3 separate regions of the Zea mays genome follow, and all the other regions are linked to region 1. Evidence: chromatin contacts called from public Hi-C data. All regions are on one chromosome and are shown on one strand. The core of a region is the stretch at or near the end of the contact, and the rest is flanking DNA. Distances in the headings are between cores, read along the strand shown. Region 1 holds the start of LOC100191786. Region 2 overlaps LOC109941443 (a long non-coding RNA gene). Region 3 holds the start of LOC100280582.

Evidence for each region. A called contact is a pair of places that touch in the nucleus more often than the background predicts.
Region 2: a Hi-C map of leaf shows a contact between it and region 1, with 10 times the contacts expected there. The contact joins the enhancer-like site here to the promoter of LOC100191786 in region 1. A contact is called at or near these places in 13 of 25 Hi-C or Micro-C datasets (bundle sheath, ear, endosperm and 3 more).
Region 3: a Hi-C map of leaf mesophyll shows a contact between it and region 1, with 2.4 times the contacts expected there. The contact joins the promoter of LOC100280582 here to the promoter of LOC100191786 in region 1. A contact is called at or near these places in 6 of 25 Hi-C or Micro-C datasets (bundle sheath, ear, leaf and 1 more).

What each region holds. Positions count from the first base shown.
Region 1 is chr8:123,358,663-123,362,636 of Zm-B73-REFERENCE-NAM-5.0, reverse strand. It overlaps LOC100191786, which reads left to right and starts at 1,386. Exons shown (of 2, transcript NM_001137211.1): 1 at 1,386-2,731; 2 at 2,815-3,118. The coding sequence starts at 2,104. The coding sequence ends at 2,864.
Region 2 is chr8:123,008,571-123,012,807 of Zm-B73-REFERENCE-NAM-5.0, reverse strand. It overlaps LOC109941443 (a long non-coding RNA gene), which reads left to right. Exons shown (of 2, transcript XR_002264078.2): 1 at 1-1,999; 2 at 2,103-4,237. Among protein-coding and RNA genes, the nearest start is that of LOC109941443, 7.7 kb to the left of the region's middle. Within about 2 kb of position 2,112, at least 2 of the 20 cell types and tissues checked have an H3K27ac peak or open chromatin away from gene starts, as enhancers often do.
Region 3 is chr8:123,728,980-123,733,111 of Zm-B73-REFERENCE-NAM-5.0, reverse strand. LOC100280582 reads left to right here and starts at 2,111. Exons shown (of 1, transcript NM_001153501.2): 1 at 2,111-3,174. The coding sequence starts at 2,213. The coding sequence ends at 2,914.

The DNA of each region.
Region 1 (3,974 bases), core at 137-2,636:
AAGCGCAAGCGGCAGTACGGTCACGTCTCCAGACGGGCGTTACCTAACCATCAACTGCAAGCTGGTAGCCTGGTAGTAATACTGGTTCACGGCTGCCTGCATGCAAGTTCTTTTTTCCCCTGTTGAACAAGTTTATTTATCTCATTACCCGCTGAAGAACTCAACGCACAGCAAGCTACAGCTACCTGAAGCCGTTTGGTTAATCATCGAAACAATGGATACCTCTAATCTTCTTCAAAGTAAGCCATGTACAAAAGGGACTTAGGTCCTTCCCTGGGAGATGTCTGTACCGATGGACTAGCTTGACTTTAGTGATGTAGCTGTTACCTGGTCTTAATTTGTTCTTGTCCTTCCGTTCTTGTTTCCATGTTGATTTCTGTTCCCCACTCGCTCCTCGCAGCCCATTTGAAGTTCGTCAGACTTACGCACAGCAGAGAGCAGACACAAACTTGGACGAGAATCGGCCACTGCTTGCCATGCGACCCTGAGCGCAGCATGCCCAATTCGGGGATTCTAACCGAGGTCGAGCTAGTAAACACCACCTGGATGCTGAAAGTTTTATGCTTGTTTCTCCATAGCGCTTCTTTATAATTTGTTCTTAAAAAAACTTCTCTGCATGCGTGTTTTTTATGAACAATGATGTGCATAGTCAACTAGGCAATAAAAAAAACTTGCATGACATGGTATATATATATATATTAATTATATGAATAGATTTTATTAAGACATAAAAATGTGTTCTATTGATTAAGTGGATGTCAATGTGAAGCTAACTACTAAAGTTTAAACTCATATTTTTACATATATTTTTTATTTTATTTTTACATTAAACGGGAATGGTAACGCAGGACAATGTTGAAATTAGTGCTTTAGGGTATTTAATGTACTAAACCTAATAATTAGCTACTAAAATTAGTTGAAGATATCAAACACTCTAGCTAATAGTTCTATTAGCTATTTTTGGTAAATTAACTAATAATTGGCTATCTATTTGTTAGTTAGCTAATTTTACCAGTAATTTTTTAGCAACTAATTATTAGCTCTATTATATTTAAACACTTAATATAGTACTCTTTGTCTCAAATTAAAATTCGTTTCAGGTATTTAGTGGATTCATTTAACATTAATGGATGTGTTTTGCATATATGACTTCGTCGTCTATTTGAATATAGATATAAAAATATATTTGAATATAGATATAAAAAGTAGTTGATGAGCGAATACTGATTTCGAACGGAGGGAGTGGAAAAGGTTTAAAGCGCGAAAAAGTCCAACTGAACAGGCCAGTTGTAGGCCACCACAAGCGAAAAGGTTCATCATTGCGAGCGATCGATAAACCTCCCAGCACTGGCAAGGTCCGGGGATCGTCGCCCCTCCCTCCGTCTCCACGACTCCACCCCCGCCCCTAAACCAACCACGTCGGCGTCCATCTCCTCCACAACACAACACCCCTCCCTTTCCAGGATTCTCCTCTCCTCCAAAAGATCGGTGGCGGGTGAGACGAGAAAGAAAGAAGCTGACAAAGGCGAGAAGGGATAGAGAGAGGAGAGAAAGGGAAGGTAGAAACTGGACAGAAAGTTTCTCCCCGCTAGAAGTAGCTCGGCGGTGAGGGAGCGAGAGACCTGCCGCCTACCCTTGCCCCACCGTTTTTTTCATACCGTCTCGCCGGAATCCTGCTTTATTTTCCCGGCCAGTCCACCGCCTTCTCGGGCTACCACGCTGATCCGGCGTCGTCTGCGGTCCTTCCGACCAACTCTTCAATCTTGTGAATTGCTTTTCGCCCAGTTAGGGCAGATCACCATTCCTTGCAGGAGTTCGTTGCCGTCTCTCCAATCCTCCCTGGCTCGACTGCTCAGTGGTGACTGATGTGGTCCACTGCCCTGCCCTGCACCTGCAAGTTAGTTTCACTCGTGATCCGTCAGCTTGCCACCCAGCAACCGCTGATTATCAGAAATCCACTTCTCAAAGCTTCAAGGAGCATCCTTCGAACAAGTTCCTGATTCCTTCGCCTCCCGCCCTCCCCGTTTCTTCTCTGGCATCCTTGTCCGTTGACCACAGAGGGAAGAAATCTGTTCCGGGCAGGCAGGCGCATTCTCCGCCACAATGGACGATGGAGCTGACCTCCCCTGCCAGTTGCTCTTCTCCCACCCGGAGATGCCTCACAGCTTCGACGAGTTCTTCAGCAGCGCCACGACCACGACCACCTGCACCCACACGCACAGCTGCGACCCTCCGGGCCCCTCGGCCGCCATGCATACCCACACGTGCCTGCACACGCACACCCAGGTCCTGGGCAGCGGCGGGGAGGACGACGGCTCAGCGAAGCCGCGGAGGCCCCTGGGAAACAGGGAAGCCGTGCGCAAGTACCGCGAGAAGAAGAAGGCGCGCGCGGCCTTCCTGGAAGGGGAGGTCAAGAAGCTGCGCGCCGCCAACCAGCAGCTCGTGCGGCGGCTGCAAGACCACGCGGCTCTGGAGGCGGAGGTGGCGAGGCTCAGGGGCCTCCTGCTCGACGTCCGGGGCAGGATCGACGCCGAGGTCGGCGTGTCCCCGTTTCAGAGGCCATGCAGCGCGGGCTCTGTGGAGTGCGGCGCTGATCCAGCTCTGCGCTTCGATGGCAGCTCGGAGGTAGTAGGAGGTGGTGGCTGGGAGAAGAGCTCAAGCCCTCAAGTTGCGGACTGCAGGATCGATGAAGGGGGAGGAGGGATGTCACGGGAACTTGATGTTCTAGAAGGTTTGCGTCACTCCATTGATGCTGGGGCAACCTTTGTGAGTTCTGATTCTCTTGCTGAACGATCGTGTTTGCCTGGTTGACAGTTTCGGGGCCTCTGCCAGCTTCTTTGGGCTTTGCTTTAAAGATAAATTAAATTATTCATGGATTTAGGAGAATGAGGAACCGACAGTGAGTAGAACTATCTTCGCATCGCTGTGGTTTATGTTTCTTATGCTGGTGTTCAGTGTGTATATATAGGGTACAGAATACTTTCATATGAGCACTGAAGAAATCGAAATTGACAATGTTTCATGCGAAATTGTACTGCGGGTATGTAAATGAAGTGCGCCTGACTTCTGACTTGTAGCCTGTTTGTGCTTAGCTGAAATATTATTAAGCTATTAATATAAAATGCACATGGTACCGTTTGAGTCTGAAAACTCATTTACATGGGCACACTATTTTTTATTTTATGCAATTATAAGACAACAGCCACTGAATTACCAAATTATTTGTTCATTTTGTGGAGCATAGAGGATATTTTTCGCCCTTTCGTTCATTTTGTTCATGGTGTGGGATTATTTGGCAAGGTTGTGGTCTGCATACTGTGTTGAGCTTTCACTGCTGTCTGAACCAACTTGAATTTAGTAGTTGACCAGCTGTCAGGATTCCGCTGCCAAGAGACAAATATATGGTTTCAGCTTTTTTTTAGCTTTTGGCCACAAAAAACCGCTGCGGACCGAAAAACGCTCAGTTTTTCAGCACACTTCTATAAAAATCGATTTGGTAAAACCATCCAAAATCAACACGGCCGCCGAGTCGTTGCAATAGTAGGAATTCATCACTTTCTAGATATTGAACCATATGGACACCTTCATATTCCTCTGCACATAATCCCCACGATACACAGATTCTTCGCACAACTAGATTCTCTCTACAACCAGATTATCAGAAAAGTTGGTCAGAAAAAAGCTAAACCAAACAGGCCAATATTCTCCTCAAGTCAAGGTTCATTGTCATTTTGCGTTGGTCTGCTCTCAAGTCAAAGAATGCTTTTGCTCGGATAGTATACAACAGTTCACTGACACTACTGCAGTACTACCTCATGCCTACTTTCAGACTCTACAACCTTGTTTCTCTGGAATCTGGATTCTATGTGCAGCACTGCACTGCAGCTCACCTGATGTATCATGTATGCAGTCTGATCTACAGATCTTTGCGGAGATGTGTAGATTTTGGTTACTGGTTGATAAACCCTTCAGTT
Region 2 (4,237 bases), core at 863-3,362, 350 kb after region 1:
ATTGTCTGTCCCTGGTGTGGTACCATCAGAATCAGATAGCGCAGTCGTAGCTTGTGCACCAGGTGAATTTGGAGACCTTTCTTCTTATGTTAACGACTGATCTCGCTTGTGGCCTTTTGGTTGTTTGTCCTCCTTAAACTTCATCAGATGCAGAAGGGTCCTTTCTGGTTATGGAGAGATCAGTTGAAGGGTGGAGGTTTGCTTATGGCTCACTCGTCATTTCTCATTCTGATATCATCATATTGGTGCGAAGATTATTAGAACCAGACTTGCTCTAAGCTTGATTGGAGGTTTTGTCACTTGGACATGGATTTGGTGGTTTCAGGCTCAATTGTCTGTCCCTGGTGTGGTACCATCAGAATCAGATAGCGCAGTCGTAGCTTGTGCACCAGGTGAATTTGGAGACCTTCGTTCTTATGTTAACGACTGATCTCGCTTGTGGCCTTTTGGTTGTTTGTCCTCCTTAAACTTCATCAGATGCAGAAGGGTCCTTTCTGGTTATGGAGAGATCAGTTGAAGGGTGGAGGTTTGCTTATGGCTCACTCGTCATTTCTCATTCTGATATCATCATATTGGTGCGAAGATTATTAGAACCAGACTTGCTCTAAGCTTGATTGGAAATGCTGCTGGCTCGATCTGCAGGGGCAACAGAGTTTTGTAAAGTAGATTGAGGCCTTGACTCGAATGGAGTTTGTAGTATCATCGATGAGATCGTTTGGATAAATTTACCTATCGTTCTTCACATCCTTAAATGTCTATCTGCTGATTGGAAATGTTGCTGGTTGGATCTGCAGGGGCAACCGAGTTTTGGAAAGTAGATTAAGGCCTTGACTCGACTCGTTCATAGTATCGGCGATAAAATCGTTTGAATTAATTTACCTATCGCCCTTCAAATTCTTAGATTTCTATCCGCTGCCATTTTAATTTCTTATGTTGGGATGGTGGTTTTCTCCAGCAACTCGATTTGTGGATGGATGGGTTGGAGGCGAGTTAGATCCTGCTTCTGCTTTTGCCATCAGAAGTTTGGAAATGTTCAGAGTTGTTTGTTCACTAACCATCCTCCTGTCAATGATCTTTGAAAATGAACTGCACACATAGGCCCCCTTTAATGCTTGGTTAGTGAATCTGCAGAGTTTGTCTGGCTAGATGCAAAATGAAAGGTCCTTGCTGGTTTTGTCCTCCTAGATGCGGAAGGAAAGGTCCTCTGGTTATGGAGAGATCCGTTGAAGGGTGGAGGTTTGCTTAAATTCGTTGGTTTTGATTTGTTACATGGCTATTCTTATGTTAATCATGGTGGCGTGAAGATTGCCACCCGATTAATTAGAAACTTGATTGTCCTTGATTGGAAAAATGTAGAGGCAACAGAGGTGATGTTTTGGACGTAGATTGAAGCTTTGACTGGACTAAGTTCATGGCATGCCGATAACATCGTTTGGATATATGTATCTCTCACTTATTGGTACTCAAATTTCTTGTTTCTTATATTCGGGCTAGTATTTTTTTTCCAGCAACTGGATTGTATATGGATAGATGTCTTCTCATATTTTTGGGTGGGCTTGTCACGCAGAATATGTTTAGAGTAAACTTATCCAATTTACAAAATGCTAGTATATGAACCATGATAAAATTCAGATAATTCTTATTTAATCTGCAGCGATAGAAGTCACTGGGCAAGTTTGGGATGTGGGAGATTTAAGCAGATATTGGTAGAACTACAGCCCTACAACTTTCATTTAATCAAACTTGTTTCTGCTTTATCATGCTATATGCTTCGACTGGAGCTTTAATTCTTGTGCTGCTGGAATTTCTGTGTCTGCAGATCATTTGGCTCAAATAATTGGTAGTCCAACGGTCACGATACTTGTTTTGGTTTGGGATTTCTGTGGATGCTTTTGTCTAGCTTTATCTATGTTGTGGTTGCTTTTACATGTGGTTGTAGGGTAAGTTTGGCAATCAAAAATCCCTGTAGCGAAGAACTGATATTTAAAACTGGGGGCAGGTCAGAAATCATTCCGACTGTTTGGTTGGAGCACGCCGTTGTGCAACTGCACGCGTGGAGTTTTAAATCCAGCCTTGTTTGGTTCTCTTCTCTACCCATGCAGGCTCATCGGATGCAAGATATGTCATTCGGCCAGGCTCCACAGATACGCCGGTGGAGCGCGTATTGGCGCGTGCAGGCTCCAAGCTTGCCGCCCGCATGCAGCAGCGCCAAATACAAAATATTATTTTAATTTGTTTTTTATTATATCTTTTAATTAAACGATTTAATTACTAAACTAATTTCATATTTATGTTTCTAAGATTTTTATGAACAAAACTAAACCATTGATACTTATATATATTTGAACATTTATTTATGTACCCTTATGTTTTAATTTACACAACCAAACATAGTCTATATCTAGTATGCATGAGTTTGTGCAAACAACCAAACAAATATGACTTGCATGAGCTCAATCGGGTGCTACTTATCCTGGCTCATGTCGAGCAGTCTGGCTACGCTGCTACGGCAACCAATCAGATGGATTCCGGTTGTGTTGCTGCAAAATGAAAGGTACCTTCTGGTTTTGTCCTCCTAGATGTGGAAGGAAAGGTCCGCCTTGTTATGGAAAGATCAGTTGAAGGGTGGAGGTTTGCTTACTTTCGTTGGTTTTGATTTGTTATATGACTGTTCTTATGTCAATCATGGTGGCGTGATGATTGCCACCTGATTAATTAGAAGCCTAATTGTCCTTGATTGGAAAAATGATGTAGAGGCAACATAGGTGATGTTTTGGACGTAGATTGAAGCTTTGACTGGATTGCAAATGGATGGATTGGGGCCTGAGTTCGATTCTGCTTCTGCGTCAGCAATAATAAGTTCTGAACTCTTCAGGGTTCCTTGTTTGTTCAAAAAAAACCATCCTATATGTCAAATGTTCTTCGAAATTTAGTTCACTTGTAGGCTACCTTCAATGATTCGATTGTAATCTGGATTTATTTGGTACTGTATATCAAATGATCATAGTATGTGGTTGTGTCCTTTAGAGGTGCAGGTTGGAGGTGGATTTTCCTCGCTCTCCGTTTATTCATCTCGGCGCGTTTGCGTTTTCCATTTCTTCCTTCTTTGTACACTCCGTTTCGACTTCGAGTTGGGTCAGTTTCTTCTCTGGCTGATCTCTTCTGCTGCTGTTGCGCTTTTGTGCTCTCGCAGATCCCTTTGGGGCGTTCCGCTTTCCTGCGACCCGGGGAGTGAGCCTGAGTTGTGGCAGGGTTGGTTGGGTTTGTAGTTTGTTTTTTCCTGCAACCCGTCTAGTTTTTGTGTCGAATCTTGTTTCGTCTTCGTTTTCTCTGTGCGTGGGTTGCAGGATTGGGTCCGATCTGGTGTTGGGGGTTCGTCGTGGTGTCGTGTGGCGATCTGTTTGCCCAAGTTCGGAGGCAGGTCAGTATTCTGTTAGATCCAACGGTTCATTGGTTTTGTCACTTGGACATGGATTTGGTGGTTTCAGGCTCAATTGTCTGTCCCTGGTGTGGTACCATCAGAATCAAATAGCGCAGTCGTAGCTTGTGCACCATGTGAATTTGGAGACCTTCGTTCTTATGTTAACGACTGATCTCACTTGTGGCCTTTTGGTTGTTTGTCCTCAAACTTCATCAGATGCAGAAGGGTCCTTTCTGGTTATGGAGAGATCAGTTGAAGGGTGGAGGTTTGCTTATGGCTCACTCGTCGTTTCTCATTCTGATATCATCGTATTGGTGCGAATATTATTAGAACCAGACTTGCTCTAAGCTTGATTGGAAATGCTGCTGGCTCGATCTGCAGGGGCAATAGAGTTGTGTAAAGTAGATTGAGGCCTTGACTCGACTGGAGTTCGTAGTATCATCGATGAGATCGTTTGGATAAATTTACCTATCGTTCTTCACATCCTTAAATGTCTATCTGCTGATTGGAAATGTTGCTGGTTGGATCTGCAAGGGCAACCGAGTTTTGGAAAGTAGATTAAGGCCTTGACTCGACTCGAGTTCATAGTATCGGCGATAAGATCGTTTGAATTAATTTACCTATCGCTCTTCATATTCTTAGATTTCTATCCGCTGCCATTTTAATTTCTTATGTTGGGATGGTGGTTTTCTCCAGCAACTCGATTTTTGGATGGATGGGTTGGAGGCGAGTTAGATCCTGCTTCTGCTTTTGCTATCAGAAGTTTGGAAATGTTCAGAGTTGTTTGTTCACTAACCATCCTCCTGTCAATGATCT
Region 3 (4,132 bases), core at 862-3,361, 370 kb before region 1:
TGCGTGATCCGCCAACCATGCCACTGCTTCGCCTGGGCCCGCACGGTCCTCCGCGCCGCTGGTTGGTCGCGATTTCTTTAGGCGCAAGTGTGTGTGTGTCGGCCGGGCGGATTAGCGTCTGTTAAATCCAGATCCGGCCGGCGCGCGGTTCCGTGGCGTGGGGCAGCCCGCCGGCCGAAAATCCTCACGAAACTTGGACGCTGCCGGCTTTGCTTGTGGCTCTGCCCGTCTCTAAATTCTGTACGGAGACTGTTAAGACAAACAATCATTGCATATAAAAAAAAGGTAGCGGTAGCGGTAGTAAACGCTGTGTCTTCCATTCCCAACGGGTCTACGGTAAAAATAAATACGTACTTAGTCCGTTTTGAATGTGTGTCTAGTACTGAAGTCCAAACATATAAATTCAGTAGTATAACCAGGGTTTATCTCTTTTTGAGGAAACATCGTAAGAACGGCCATCTTTTTTTTTTTTTTTTGCCCCTAAGGACATTCGAATGCATGGAACACGCGGTCGAGGAAGGAGGCGGTGTGGGAGAGAGAAGAAAAAAGTTCTCTACGAGGCTTGATCCGGTTGCTCTCATGCTGAGCATAGCATTCCCCACTAAAAGAGAAGGCGCTTTTGGCTGCCAGTGCCACCACCCCCGCCCAGAAGCTTCCGTTCAGATTGATTGATGAACACAGAAAGTTGGGAAAGGCTGCCGTGGCGTGGCGACGACGAGCAACCGTCCGATCTGCACACCTCACCCACCACACGCACACGGGCTGGCCGGCCCGAGGTGTCCAGATCAACGAGCACCGCTTCCCACCTCACAAATGGACAAGGACAGTGTGCGGTGCGGCGCCCGTGCCCTGGTAGTAGTAGTACTCGGCGTCGATCGGGATGGAACGGAAAGGAAAAAGGCCCAGTGGTCCTCCTCGCCCGGCGTGTGTGGTGTGGTGGCGCGGAGCGGAGCGGAGCCGGGGGCGGCGAGGGCGCGTCGCCACCCGTCATGCCCACGGGACGCAACGCACGTCGCGACCGGCGCGTGGCTGTCGGTCCACGCGCGCGCGCACCTCCACCGCTTTCAATGCGGGAGCGCGGGCGGAGGAAACGGTTGGTGGTGGCGACGCGATCCAGGCGCGGCAGTCGGCAGGCGGCCAAGCGACCGCGGAGCCCGGCCGATGCCGACACTTGGCCCGGGCCCCACGATGGCCTCGCCTCGAACGGGCCGCTGCCGTCTAACGTGCCGTCGTCACGGCGGGCTGTCCCACTCCACTCGGCGTTGCGTTTTACTTTATTATTATTATTAACGTCCAGCCCGGCGCCGCGCCACTTTACGTGGTAACCAGTAGTACCTGTACCACTACGGACGGGCTAAGCGGTGCGGCGGGCGGCTTTATCGGCTTGCGCACAGCTGCCTGAGCCGACCCCATTGGACGTCACGCCCGCCCCGCGCCGACGATGCGCGGAAAGAGAGAGGGAGGTGGCGTGCACTGCAGTCGGTCCAGTCAGTCCCTCGCCCTCGGCGGATGGTCCACGTGCCTGTGCGCGCACGCGGGCGGCGAGGATGGTTGGTTGCCTGGCTGGCTGCGAGTGCCGCGCAGACAGCGGCTCGGGACGCACGGATCGTGATGCGTCCTTGCGCCGGGGGGGCCCCACGCCGTCCGTGACTGACGTGCTCCCGTAACGTGCCGCCCCACTGCACCCGCGGCGGCTATGATGCCTTTTGTTTACGGAATACTATGGGATCATGTCTTTTTACACACCGGCACCTTGCTCAAACCCTTTTTTTTTACTTATTCATTATTCCATCTGGCTCTTCTGGACTCTATTTTATCAAAGCAGTTTTGTGAATCGAAGCCCTCCTTGTCCGAGCAATTTTCCGCTCCACCGGGGTCACGTCACGGCGGAAACAAAAACAAAAGGCAGTCTTGTAAAGACGAGGGGCGGGGCGGCTGCCTGCGCGGACACCGGACAGTCAAAGCGCTCGTCCCTGACTGGTGACTGCGCCGAGTTTTATTCCTTGTTGCCGCTCCACCACCCGCTCTCGCCATTGCCACCCTTTTTAACCCCCCCTTCCTCTCCTCCACCACCGCTATAAGTCCCTCCTCCGCTCTCCTCTCCCACCTCAAATCCCAGACGCCACGCCACCCAACACATACAAACACACGCACGCGCGCGCGCGCGCCTCCCGCTGTTCCGCAAAACAAAGGAAACGAAGGAGAGGAGGCCATGGCGCCGAGAACGTCAGAGAAAACCATGGCACCGGCGGCGGCCGCTGCCACGGGGCTCGCGCTCAGCGTCGGCGGCGGCGGCGGGGCCGGCGGCCCGCACTACAGAGGCGTGAGGAAGCGGCCGTGGGGCCGGTACGCGGCGGAGATCCGCGACCCGGCGAAGAAGAGCCGGGTGTGGCTCGGCACCTACGACACGGCCGAGGACGCCGCGCGGGCCTACGACGCCGCCGCGCGCGAGTACCGCGGCGCCAAGGCCAAGACCAACTTCCCTTACCCCTCGTGCGTGCCCCTCTCCGCAGCCGGTTGCCGGAGCAGCAACAGCAGCACCGTCGAGTCCTTCAGCAGCGACGCGCAGGCGCCCATGCAGGCCATGCCGCTCCCGCCGTCGCTCGAGCTGGACCTGTTCCACCGCGCGGCGGCCGCGGCCACGGGCACGGGCGCTGCCGCCGTACGCTTCCCTTTCGGCAGCATCCCCGTTACGCACCCGTACTACTTCTTCGGGCAGGCCGCAGCCGCAGCCGCGGAAGCAGGGTGCCGTGTGCTCAAGCTGGCGCCGGCGGTCACCGTGGCGCAGAGCGACTCCGACTGTTCGTCGGTAGTGGATCTGTCGCCGTCGCCACCGGCCGCTGTGTCGGCGAGGAAGCCCGCCGCGTTCGATCTCGACCTGAACTGCTCACCGCCGACGGAGGCGGAAGCCTAGTCGTCGAAGCTTTTAATGACTGTCTGTCTTCTTAGTTCTTTCTTCTCCTTTTTCTCGAGGAAAATTCGGTACTACTAAGCTGAGAGACGCTCTCCTCCGACAGACGACGTCGACGACGGGCATTTTTGTAAATAGTTTTTGCGCCGGGACCTTTTTAGTTTATGATGAAAGCTGTATTGTCACCGAAGACAGGTCCTGCCGGCGTTGTTATGGACCGGATTACTATATTATATTATGCACTACTAGTATTTTGATAGCCATGAGAAACGGCCGGCCGAGAAAACCCACAACGAAAAACTCTACTTATTTATCGTTCTCAGAAACTGAAGCGAGATTTTCTTAAAATGAACGGCGAGCATCGTAGTTTCATTTAAGGCTTGCTTGCAATCCATGCAACGTCGCCTTTATTGGTCGGTTAAAGACGCATCAAAGCGAGTCGACCGGTCGTCTCGTCCGGCGTAGACACTCACCGTGTCCGTTTCAGAACGACGAGAGCACCGCAGATCCAGCCGCTAAAACAATGTGCAGTGCACCGCTCAAGTTCTGAAAACTTGTGGGTAGTTGGCACGACCAGTGGCGCAGGAGACGGAGGCGGCATCGCTGTCGGTTTCACCTCCCACGCCACGCTACAGCCGCTGCGCCGACGGAGAGAATATAATTTTGCGTGCTACGTGCCTTCTCGAGTCGTTTTCCCGGCCAGGCTGTTTGTTAATTACGTGGAGAAGGATCAGACATGTGCTTTGCTGGTGCTGGCGTCGCCGCTGATCCAAGGTGACGCATGCGGATAACGAGCGAGTAAACACAGGCGATCGACCAGCCTGTTTGTATTCTCAGGTTTTAACATTCTGGTTTTTGGAAACTGGATAAGATTCAAACAGGCCAGTTTTTTGTTGTCAGCTCTTACTACCAAAATTTTTAAAACAGGAAGGCCAGCTTCTTAAAAAGCCAAGCGGCCGCAGCCGGCAGGGCAGCAGGGGCGGATGGATCTTTCGCCGCCCCGTCCGTCGGTGTGCGCGTACGGCGCGATCGTCCTGCCTGTGTGCTGTGCTGTGCTGTGCGTGCGCTGGGCTGGCAGTGGCAGTGGCAGGTCGTGGTTGCCCTTTCCGCTCGTGATCTCGGGAGTAACGTGAGCGTGCGGTCGACGCCCCCACGGCCCACGGGTGCGCGGCGCTGCCGGCCACAGCCTGCCGTCCAGGGGCGGGAGCCGGGAGCGGGATC